Regions from separate parts of the Xenopus tropicalis genome. Here region 2 is linked to region 1. The links are chromatin contacts, called in public Hi-C maps. All regions are on one chromosome and are shown on one strand. The core of a region is the stretch at or near the end of the contact, and the rest is flanking DNA. Distances in the headings are between cores, read along the strand shown. Region 1 holds the start of fam222a (family with sequence similarity 222 member A). Region 2 has its middle 89 kb from the start of trpv4.

Region 1 (6,454 bases), core at 903-3,402:
TTTTGCTGGAGTGGCAAGAAGGCTGATTACAACTAGAACTCTGATTAAAAAAAAAAAGCCAACCTGTGGCACTTAGAATTTTGTGAACTACAACTCCCATCACTTCACGACAACCAAGGGCTGTTAAGAGTTCATCAGCACATTGCCCATCACTTGTTCAAAATGATCTATACACAAACACAATAGCTAAAACAGAATATAGCTTCCAGTTTTGAGCATACACCATATAACGTAGCTTTCTGTATATTAGCACTTTCACTGCCAGGAATTGTCTGTACATGGGATACATCAGCATTACTGTTATATTATTCTAGACAGCCCAGTGGTTTAACTCATCTACGCAAATAACTAGTAGGGATGAGTCAATGAATCCATTTTCTGCAGGTTATGGGCATTGCTGGGCACATCTACATTTAAACATTACTGTTAGCTGCTGATGCTAACTCAATCGGCAGAAAGGACACTATTACACCAATTAAAATGAAAGTACAAGTACTTCCTAATGTTTAAGCAATAGTTAGGAACATGAAATACATCACTAGTCATACTGTACTTGCTTGGAAGATGTCCTGTGTCAGTGAGTCTACCTTAGAAATGGCTGACAGACCTTATTATATCACATCTACATTTATTTAAACATGCCCCCTCCAGTTGTTATTTAACTATAACTCCCAAAGCCCTCGATAGCAGGAATGGAAGAGCTACAGGTTATACTGAGATTTTATATTTCTCTGCTTATACCAGTCCCTAGAGAGCAAGCTCTTCTGAACCAGCTTCTGCCACCTAGGAGGGAAGAATGCCAGGTATAAATAGTCACACTGTGAATTGGGACCTAGATGTGAAACACCATCAACATAGTCATGTATTTCATAGTAACTGTCTAAAAGCACTAACAAGACAGAAGGCATCAAATAGTGGTAATGTTAACTAAAGGGGTAACTTAGTATTTATTATATACGAGGAAGGGGGGAATAATGGCAACAAAAAGCATGAGTATTCATAATAAATGAAGTGAGTAAAAACCAATGGGAAGATGCACCATCTGCTATTTAACCTTCAGAAAATGTTGAAATAATTTGCCCCTTTTTTTGTCAAAAGAAGCCCACCCCCCTCAGAATATTTACCATAAATCTTCAGTTTCTCCTAGGCAGGCTCCTGGGGTCCAATGGCAACGATCAAGTCTTTTGCACAACCCTAAAACTTAATCCAAGCCATAAGATCTTCAGAAGTATTCCATTAAATCCCTTTATCTGCCAGGGAAATCCAATGTATCATCTGACAGGAATCAGTATGGGAGTTTCAGCCTTTCAGTGACTACAGCCTTTAAAAATACCCCATTCATAAAAGTGTCAACTTTTGTACTAGACAGAAGGCTTGCACCAATCCAGATTAATGATGAGCCATAAATTAAAAGGAACTGTTCTAAAGCTTTAACAGGATGGAGTTGCCAAATCGATCACATTAGCAGCACAAAATCCTTTGATAATAAAAAAAAGCCACAGGAACTCTTCAAGATCTCAACCCGACAGAAATCGGCCGTGTACCTCGTCTGTGCCTTTTGTCAGGGGAAATTCCATTTATTTGAGAGCCTCTGGCAGTGTTTTCATATCAATATGACAGCAGACAGAAGGGAGGGGGGCACGAAAACATTCATTTAAATAATAAATAGAAAAAAAGGGGCAAACTGGCGATGAATCCTGTAAACTCCACAGGGCAGGTTATTGTAGGTAAAGAGCGACACAAAGCCTTCAGATAAATTGAAGGAGGCAGAAGATCCAGTGTATTTCTCCGCAGAGAATAAATATTTAGCGTGTGGGGCTGAAGCAGAAGGAGGTAAAGCTTCCCAGTGTCCCCGATGTGCGACTTGTCTCAGCGCTGCAGCAGCAGGAGGAGGAGATGCACCATCCGAGCCGCACCGAATGCTCATATATCAGATCCCCTCAGCGCAGCTCCGCACAAGCTTCAATCCCCGGTACGGGCAGCAGCTCTCTGTCTTCTGCTGGTGCAATTTACCACACAGGAAGAATCCTTTCCGGGACAGCGTTTAAATACAAGCAGAGGGTACCAGGAAAGAAGGGGAACGATCCGACAGTGCAGAGATGTGGGATCTGCTTCTGAGATCGCCTCGCAAACGCTGCAGCCCGGGCCAGCGGGTCCTCACAGCTGCTCTGCACGTCGGGAACTGACAAACAGACAAGTGATGCTTCTGCCTCTGTTCTCTAAGCCACGCCCGCGACACGCCTAACAGCCAATGGGAGAGGCGCTGCCGGAGAGGACCGGCCAATGGAAAGCGAAAAAGGCGTTTACCTGGGGGGATAAGCGAACCGAGTCTCAGTGGAGCCCCAGGGAGGAAGGAAGGGCCGTGCGATGTTTTCGCGGAAAAATTAAAATCCTCTTAAAGGACAGCCGCTGCCGTACCTTACCATTGTTTCCTTTTAGTTTTGCCTTTTTTTAAAAAAAGAAATCCTTAAAACACGATCAATACTACAACCTGACAGCGACATTTAGTAAATGAGATTATTCATGCCCAAGTCGGGTAGGAATAAGATATAAACATTGAACGTTTTACAGGAATGGCCGGAACCACATTACACAAGCCTACACTCTTATGCTTTTATTCTTCCTTTTATTCCCTTCCCATCACTGACCTTTATAGGAGTTAGCGCTGGAAAGCTGCAAGCACCAAATGCTAAAACTTTTAAAAAAAATGAAAGCAAATCATTTCTTTAGAAGTCTCTCATTATGTACTGTATGTATATGTATGTATATCTTTATTTATAAAGCGCTACTTATGTACGCAGCGCTGTACTGTAGAATACATTAATACAAACAGTGTTATTAAGATAATAATAGTATAACAATAAATACAAGATATAGTTGCAATAAGTTAAGAGTCAATGACACAAGAGAATGGAGGTCCCTGCCCGTAGAGCTTACAATCCCTAAAATCCTGGTACTGCCGCTGCCTTGGTCACATTCTGACTTCTGTCTGTTTGGGGCACGGGGGCATGGTTGGTGCCAGCAAGCAGTGAGGATTAATAATCCATTTTCCTTTTATTCTATTTTGATCTCTGAGTTTTTGGTTTTATTTTCATACTTGGCACACTGACCTTTAATTCATTTAAAGGCAAAGCTAAATATTCCTCATCCTGACCTGCGAGTTCATGATTAAAAGCAAACTAGTTATGTCATATGTGGTCCCCTTTCAAGTCGCTAACTGGCAAACAGGTTAGAGATGCAAGAAGCAAGTTATGTTCTGGCTATTACATTAGACATCCACTGACTCCAGCCATTTTATCAGGTTTTATTTTTTAAACTAATCTGTTCGTTTAACTTGGTGCCATACACAGTCTTCTGGTGTTTACAAGGGGCATTTATCTGGGCATATGTAGATTTTGTATCAGGGCTAGTGATGAGCGAGTCTGTCCCGTTTTGCTTTGCCATAAAATTTGCGAAATGAAAAGAAAATTCGCAAAACGGTGAAAAATCCATGAAACGCATTTGTAGTGCATCTTTTTTGACCCCGCCCGCACCCAATTTTGAAGGAAGGTTCGCGAAACAATTCGCCAATGGTAAAATGTGGAAATTCGCTGCGAATCCACGCCTGGTGGAAAAAATTTGCTCATCACTAATCAGGGCCACTCACACTACCTGTAGAGTATGTCCCACTATAATTGGCCAATCACAGATCATGTGGTAGGTGTATCACATAAAGGCCGGCATGGACCCAGGGGCAAAGTGATTCTTGGAAATTGCAAATGTTTTAGTAAGTCCAAAGTGATGGTATTCATTTTCTATTATAGTTCCTCCCTTGTTAGCATTGCAAGTAATAAAGGATTCATCTCTCTTATTTGGAACAGACCATCGTTGGTGTAATTTGAAGTTACAGCAATGAGTGCATCATTACAAAATTTTGTTACAGCTTCCCATGGGGGGGTCAACAGTTTTACAGACATATTTTGAATTTGAGTATTGGTCATGTCCCACACAAGCAGTTGGGATTTTGTGTCCTTTGTTACATAGAACATTTCAGGGTTTTGCAACTTTTCACCAGCCTCAAGGTCCCCATACACCATAAGATCACACCTACGGGTGGGCGATATCAGGAAAATCCAGGGTAATTTGATTGTTTGGCCCTGGGGCCAAATAATCGAATTATAACGGCAGGTATAGGAAAAGTCGGTCCGGGGACCACATCAACGAGCCGATGCGGTCCCTGATCCAACTAGATTTTATAACCTGCCTAATCGAGATCTCCCGTCGGGAGTGCCCATACACGGGCCGATTAGCTGCCGAATCAGTCCAAGGGACCGATATCGGCAGCTACTATCGGCCTGTGTATGGGGACCTTTAGAAGGTTGTGTCCTTTACATCCTTAGACTAATGTCCCACAGAGATTAGTTGCTGCGATTTTTAAAAAGCGAGTTCCAGTCGCTCGTCTTTTCCTAACAAGCGATTACTAGAGATTTCAACAATGGAGAAACTATTTCCCACAAATCCAGGTGTCATATTCCCCGCCCACAATTAGAAAGTAAGTTCAGTGCAATGGGGAAATCGAAGTGACTTCCCACTCAGTGGGGTTTATTTCAGCAATTCCAATAATTTTAAATGACAAAGCTTTCTTTGTAAAATTGCTCGAAAAAGGGCCTCATAGTGGTTCGGAACGATAAGCGATTTGAAGTAGTATCGTTGGTTTAGGTACTGGCAATTTATATTCTTCTCTCTATGTAGAGACAAAACGAGCCACTTGTCGCTGGAACTCACTTTTTAAAAATCACAGCAACTAAATCTCTCCTTGGGACTTTAGGTTTGACTTGAGCAAAGTAATAACAGATCATGGCAAATGAGCAAATAAATAAGCACAAGACAGAAATACTTGACTTACAAATGAGTGCAAATTAACGGGGCCTTTCACCCCCAAATTTTTTTTTATAAATGAAAACAAATGTAATTCTAGGCAACATTCTAATATACATTCATTAAAAATGTTTCATGGTATTCAGGTTATTTGGAAATTAATTTGCTAATGAAAGAAGTATCTGTGTGGCTAGAAATATTCCTTGCACTTTTGGTTTGCACTCCCAAAATAATTTAGCACAAGCCAGCTGATTTACAGACCTGGAGGAGAAAGGATTCCCGCTACATTGTAGCTATAGTCAGATCCAGAGAACAGAGAGGGATGCACAAAAAGTGGTTTCATTTGCAATTCCATTTTTCATGTAATGTAAATGTTTAATTCATGTATATTAGAAAGTTAAATCATGTAAAACACTGTTTGTTTCCCCATACACTATAAGATCCGCTCGCTTGGCGATGTCACCAAGCGAGCGGATCTTCACCCGATATCCCCACCTACGGGTGGGCGATATCGGGTAGCAAGTAGCTTTAAAAAAAAAAATCCGATCGGATTACATTTGCGGCCATGGGGCAGTTGGTTCGGGGACCGCATCAACGAGCCGATACTGTCCCCGATCCGACTGGATTTTCTAACCTGGCCGATCGATATCTGGCCAATTTCAGGCCAGATATCGGTTGGCCAGGCCCCTTGTTTCTGCCCCTACACGGGCCGATAAGCTGCCGAGTCGGTACAAGGGACCGATATCGGCAGCTTCTATCGGCCCGTGTATGGGGGCCTTAAATTTTAAGTTGCCCCTGAATACTTCCTATGTTATGTTCACATGTTGCTTGGGAAAAGCTGAGATACCAAAATCCTTTGCTTGTCACGGTGTGTACATTGGCCAGGCAGAAGACAAGCAGCCCCTGTCTCAGTGGATCTTAAAATCTAATGTCACACACACATTAGGAGTCAATTAATCTGCCAATATCTTTATGAAAGAGCTCATGTTCAAAATTTGTTTCACTGGGGACAAGTATGTTGTGTCTATTGACACAATGGGAGCCTCTGCCAGGCCCTGGGTGGCAGTAGCTCTAGGACCCCCCCTACCTTAATAGGTGCAGTGGTGCACCATTATTCAGAAAAGGCAGAATGGATGCATTGGAAACCATGTGGAAGTGCAGTAATGTGTTTGAACATGTTTGTCGTTTGGAACATCTGCACTTGTGGGTGCATTTTTAAATGACACTTTCAATTATTATTCTGCCTCTTTCTGTCCTGCAACAGCAAATGTTATCTGGTTGTTGGGTGTCCTTGACCCTGGTAACCAAATAGCAGATTGAATGTAAGTGTTCAAGTTTATCATTATTCTAATTACTCTTTATTACAAATAATTAAGAACCCCCACAAACAAATTAAATAAGAGTTATTTATAGGTGACACATTGGTGAGAGTTTGAATTTAAAAGTAGCCACAGACACTTGCAGTCTAAAGCTCGCCCAATATAGAGCTTGCAATCAATAATATAAAGGAGCTTGCTGCAAACCAGAAACATGCTTTGTAATCAAGTGTGGGAATACGCACTGCATTTCATCTACCGGAAAAATGACCCATATTCTA
Region 2 (6,467 bases), core at 2,468-4,967, 100 kb before region 1:
CTGTCGCTCCCCAGTTTCTGGTCTTGCTGCTCTGAGATAATGTGAAACAACTGTTGCAGACTCTTCCATTAGCGGTAACTGCACCTCCTGTGGTTTTTGGAACACACTTCAGGTAGGTAAAGGTGAGAGAGGCCGAGATAAAAAGCTTTGCCTGGGGATTCTGTGATTGCTCAATTTGAAACATTTCCCTGTGGGGGAGAATGAAGGGGAAGGTGGGGGCACACTCTTGTCTTTAGTGATGCCTGCCTGTAACTCCATCATTGCCAGTGGCACTAGATGAACTAGATGAATTAGATCTCTCTGCGCCTATCAGGGATTCATTCTCATATAGCTAGGCTTTCATTTCTAGTCTGAATGTAGTAGTAGAACCTTGAGCTTGATTTAAATAGCTTTTTCTTTGATGATCATTATATGTTTATAAGTATCTTAGTTACATAGCCAGTCAGAACTAATGGTAGGCAAAAAAATGCAGCTGCATAGGGTATTGTGCAGAGATGGCGTCGAGCACAGGTCATGGGTAAGAAAATGAAATGTCTAGACACGAATATCAGGCTTTTTTGCTCATCATTCCTTAAAGTTAGGTCTTACATTTTTCAGAATAGATCATTACTGATAACCTAGAGCTTAGTGAATTCTTTGTGCCAGGGTGTTGGGGCAAGAATCCAATGATCTTCCTGCAGGAATAAAATCTGCATTATTTGCCTAGACCAGTGATCCCCATTTTTTAATTTCTGGCATGGAGGCTAGTTTTGCTTGTAAAACCCAGTATAAAGCCAAACAGAGCTTTCTATAGGCTGCCAGTCCACATAGGGGCTATTAAGTAGCCAATTATAGCTTATTTGAACTCCCAGGAATTTTTTCTATGCTTGTGTTGCTCCCCAACAATTTTTCCATTTGAATGTGGCTCACAGGTATAAAAGGTTGGGGATCCCTGGCCTAGACCCTTGTTAAAATATTTCTTAGATCCTGCCAGTCTGCCCTCTTCACCCTGTATCCGAAGAACAAGGGTGTCTACTGGGGTTTAAAGAGCTAACGAATGTCAAGGTCTTATATAGAATATGAGATGTATTTTGTTTGGTGTTGCTGGCTATTTAAATTCAGTGTCTTTCTATTAATTCTCTTTTATAATTTTCAGTACTAACTGGGGGGGTTATTGTGCTTCTGGTTGAATTTATATGGATATTTTGCAGTGATAAAAGGAGGTGCAAGTATAGTGAGCCCATGATTGTGTGTTAGTAGGCAGCAAATGCTCTACAGTAAATACAAGGATCCACATGCTTTATGGATGGGTGGTTTCTTTCTGTTCTCCAACATTCAGCTGAAATGTCTCTGCTGCAGGTGTGGTTCTTAGATTTTAAGCTCCCAAGTGGACCATGCCATTTGTTATAATGTGGAAAACAAAAGACCAAAAAGCAATGGAAAAATGTATTTTCCTTTCTAATAAACACACAGGAAAAAAGAACGACAGCTTTGTCATCGATGGCTGTTGTTTAAGAGACTTCATTTTCTGACCTGTAAAACACCCTAAAGTGACAGGGAAATGAAATGCCTTTATTGACTCTACTGTGGAAGATAAGGAGTTAAAATGATCCAAAGTACTTCTCTGTACAGAGTAAAAACACAGTTTTACTCATGATTTATAAGCCAATTTTCACCCAAGCTGCACAAGAAGGTTGGAACATCTTTCTGGGTCAATGTGTCACTGGCAAGTGGGTTATTGCTGTAATAATGTAGCCAGGGAAAAAAGCAACACCGGGAATGGAGAAAGAAAAAGAAATATGGGTGATAAGTTTTGTGTGTGTGAACTGTACAGTACACACACACCTGCACACACAAATATATATTTTTACACTTTACATATTTTCTATGCAAACATTTATTAAAAAATATCAATGTTACAGCCCCATTTTAAAGGCATGTAAGCAGGGCCTAATTATTGTTTAATAAGCAAAATGCAAACAAACATGGAGCCTCATGTACAAGGCCTAGGCCTAGGGGCACATTTACTAAGCCACGAACGGGCCGAATGCGTCCGATTGCGTTTTTTTCGTAATGATCGGTATGTTGCGATTTTTTCGGAAAAATGTTGCGACTTTTTCGTTACTAATACGATTTGTGCGAAAAAACGCGAGTTTTTCGTAGCCATTCCGAAAGTTGCGCAAAATCTGGCGATTTTTCGTAGCGTTAAAACTTGCGCAAAAAGTTGCGCTTTTTTTCGTAACGTTAAAACTTGCGCGAAACGTTGCACCTTTTAAGTTTTAACGCTACGAAAAAGGCGCAACTTTTCGTGCAAGTTTTAACGCTACGGGCGATTTTGCACAACTTTCGGAATGGCTACGAAAAACTCGGGTTTTTTTGCGCAAATCGTATTGGTAACGAAAAAGTCGCGACAATTTCCGAAAAGTTGTAAAGACGCCGAAAAAAATTGCGAAAAAGTCGCAAAATGTTCGTTTTCAAGTCGGAATTTTTCCAATTTGGTTCAGATTCGTGTCTTAGTAAATGTGCCCCCTAGTGTCATTGAATAGTCTGAAAAAAATGGTGCTTTGCTCCTGTTTTTTACTTAGCACCTTATCCACTATGAAGCCACTGACAGAATGCCCAGAAAACATCTATCTTTTTTTTCTCCTTCATATTATGTTTTCCTCCATCCTACTCATGGCTGACATACACAGGGAAGTCATAAGAAAACAGACAGGAACTGTTAGTGAGATGCTGGGAGTCCTAGTTTATAAAAGCTACAGGTTGTTTATGCCCTATGTATATGCAATGCTGCCAAATCATGCAAACTATATACAGACACTGTTATATTCAGTGCTTATTGATGTCACTTTTGTCACAACTCCTTGGCACTTGTGTATTATAAGTAACAATGTACCTACTACTTTAAAATATGAGGATACTAAAAATCACTGACCTGTATTAACACTCTCGGCTTGCAGCCTTGAGACTTTAAATGGCTATTGAACTCCACAATGCCTTCTATTAACCCTTTTCTTTTACATTAGAAGGTATGTTATTCCATATGTGCCTTTTAAATGTATGTTTACACATATACGTACATGCAAATCCCACCAAGATTTCTTTGGACCCAGATTTATTAGATGGTGTTGGAGGAGTCTAGCGCATGGTCTGGCCATTCTTAGGCATGGTGAGGGTATAACTGGGCATGACCCACGTATGCCAGGGGTATGGCCAAAATACTTCACTAAATTACCACTGGCAAACTGTATGTATGTGTATATATATATACCATGTGTTTGATGTGTATATACAAATCAAGTCCAAGCCATTGTGTTATTTGTGTTACATAGAAAATTACAATTGCAAAAAATAGTTTCTAAATGGCAATTGCTGGTTGTTGGAGCTTTCTCGGGAACAGGTTTCTACAAAATACACCCGTCAAATAACATTTAAATATACAGTGCTCTGTATACAAGTAGTGCTTTGTAATTAAAAATAGACAGACGCACATATATAAAACTATTACATCCTAATAAAGAACAGGATGCCCACTGAAGCACTGCTCTGTGATAGGTGCCCCTGGTCAGGAAGTAGAGATTATAAGAAAATAAATTGAAACAGATTATAAAAACATCACGGTCACTTAAGTACTATGATGGCTTTGAAGCAATTACCAAATGCGATGCTCTGTGGTGAGCTATTCAGCCAGTCTGCACATCTTAACAAGTGCCATAACCCCCACAGGGCAGTTCATACTCTGCAGACATATGGGGCTATCTGAAAGAATTTACAACACTATAAAGTTGGAGAGTGCTTAGGCAGCAAAAGCCAAGGGGATATATTAAAGTATTTAGGTGTGACGTTCCTAATTTGTATATGGGGAAGCCACACAGGAACTGAGGCAAAGAGTATCTCAGCACATTCTTCAGATCAAAAATCCACTGGGTGATTTAAGACATAATAAATGCATTAGCAATGCAGCTAGTCAGTTTTATAGGGCACATGGTGGTTCTCTAGCAAGTTTCAAAGTGTAGAGGATTGAGGAAATTAGCCCGGAGCTGACAAGAAGATCTCTGGAGACCACGTTACTACAGAAAGAATCCAGATGGATTTACACTCTAAACAAGCCAAAAGGTCTGAATGGTCACTTTTTCTTAGGATACAGTATGTGAGCTTTGTCTGCTAAGGTAATATGAGATAAATATGAGATAAAGAAAGAATGTCTCCTCACTGGTTTATGTACCTTTATACTGCATAATGCTTAAGATATACAGTGGCCATTGTCTTATGCTATATAGTCCCTTTCTTACTAATACTGTCTAATGTACATTTTCAGACTCAAACTACGTTGTTGTAAGCTGTATCAAATATATCCTATTGAAATGAAATTGAGGGCACTTTGTGTGCTTACTAATTGCCCCCCTAAGGCTGTATGTACAGTACTGCATGTTATACATATGACACCCTCTTTTTTGCTCATTCACCCACCTGGCTGAATGTATAGGTGAAACCATATATCTGACCCCCCCAATTCAAAGAAATCACTTTGATACACAAAGTAGGTAATGTTGGGTGATGCTGGGACTATGACACAGTTAACGGTGATTGGGTGATTGCTTGCCTCATTCATTACGCATGTCCCAAAGGTACAGGTATAGTATCTGTTGTATGGAAACCCACTATGCAAAATGTTTCAAATTACAGGAAGGCCATCTCCCATAGACTCCATTTTAATCAAATAATTCTCATTTTTAAAAATGATTCCCTTTTTCTCTGTAATTATAAAACAGTATCTTGTGCTTGATGGTAAATAAGCTGTATCAATCCATATTGGTGTGAAAACAATGCTATTGGGGTATTTGATTTTTAAATGATTTTTAGCACACATCTGGTGATCCAAATTACAGAAAGATCACTAATCCAGAAAACCCAGGTCTCAAGGATTCTGGATAATAGATCCTATACCTGTACCAACTATCTGAGAGTGGATCACAGCAACACTGTGATCTCATACCTCCCAACATTTGAAAAATGCAAAGAGGGTCAAAAAGAAATACTGCAATTTTGCGACCATGCCTTCCCTAAATACCACTCCCATTTTACAGGAGGTTTGGAGGGTTAATTAAAGTTTGAACTTTGTGTTATTACAGTTTTGCTAAAAAATGTGAAATTGCCCTTTAAGCTGCAAGTCTCAGTTCCCCCAAGAGACCTGTTTAACTTATTAGTTACAATTGTAGCTAAGTGCAGATGTTGCCTGTTAACTTTTCTGGACGCTCTGCCAAAAGCTACTTTTTTAATCAAGTTTGAGAGACATTGTATCATTCTTAGTGTTTAGTGCAGGTTCAGTGCAGGAGATCAAAGGGAAATGAGGGACTTTTCAGAAAGAATCCGGGACTGTGGGCTGAGCTGTTAAAATCTGGACTGTCCCGTGAAAATTGGGACAGTTGGGAGGTATGTGATTTGGTCTGGTGAGGGTCTCCAAAAGGCAGTGAAACTGCTAGTAAGAGCATAGAATAGGGAATAAAAAATGGTTATTCCGTTCATAGGGGCCTGTAGCAGCCAAACCCAAAGTATATTAACGCCAAGGCCATCAGAGTGTGTTTGACATTGCCTGAGGTCTAGACTTGGATCCAAAATAGGCCCTGGTATTTCACGTACACAGAGGCCCAAACAGCCCCCCACCAACCCAATAAATAGTGACTGTCTATGGCATCTTACAGCAGCCCCTCTGGCATTTGCCAGAATCCACAAAAGGCCTTTCCAAGCCTGCATTGCCTAGTTTACCTAGTTATCTTTAAACCTGTCCCAGCAATTGTTTAAAGCCCCTCGGTTATTAGCATATCTTTGTCCAGTTCTGAGACCTGAGAATACTCCCGCCTATACAAAATGAAGAATTTATAGCTACTGCTGCTAGCACCAGATTAAGCCTTAAATTTATGTGAAAATCTAGATCAGTGGAGCTAATTTCAATCAAAGAGAGAAACGAGCTTTTTAAAGTCTTTTTATAGGCAATCTTCATCTGCTGCCTTCCAATGTAATGCTTGCAGCATTATTGTCTAGAATTATCTGCCTGTGATTGCTGGTATCACATAAAATGCTATTTTAATGAAAAGATATTATTTTCTAGCCTCAAAATGGAGCATAATACTATTTTATTATCATGGGAACTGCTAATAATTACGAGCATTTTTTTTTCTTTCGAATCTGCATAGTATTACAAAAATGTACATTTTTCTTGTTCAGTTCAAGTTTGTTTTTTGGAAAATCTTTAAAATGCCAAGACACAGAATGGATTTTAGTTGTAAACTCATTAGTTTGTTTGCTGCTGTATAATAAGTACAAATATATAAATCTCAACAAATATGTCCATGCTGACATCCCTAGGCACCCAAGGACTCCTGCTAGGGGGGCAGTTTATGGGGGCAGCCTCTGTAGAGAAATAGAAACCCTTAGCAATAAAAAATAAAACCCCAAGCCCCTAATGAACACTTGTGACTAAATCGGAA

The links. Hi-C and Micro-C count contacts between places; a contact is called where the count stands out from the background.
Region 2: a Hi-C map of neurula embryo shows a contact between it and region 1, with 3 times the contacts expected there. The contact joins the enhancer-like site here to the promoter of fam222a in region 1. A contact is called at or near these places in 4 of 5 Hi-C or Micro-C datasets (brain, gastrula embryo, neurula embryo and 1 more).

Annotation. Positions count from the first base shown.
Region 1 is chr1:147,066,981-147,073,434 of UCB_Xtro_10.0, reverse strand. It overlaps fam222a (family with sequence similarity 222 member A), which reads right to left and starts at 2,152. Exons shown (of 3, transcript NM_001079118.1): 1 at 1,125-2,152.
Region 2 is chr1:147,172,856-147,179,322 of UCB_Xtro_10.0, reverse strand. No RefSeq gene overlaps it. Among named protein-coding and RNA genes, the nearest start is that of trpv4, 89 kb to the left of the region's middle. Within about 2 kb of position 3,717, at least 2 of the 11 cell types and tissues checked have an H3K27ac peak or open chromatin away from gene starts, as enhancers often do. A contact at or near this core is called in neurula embryo, where this site is marked.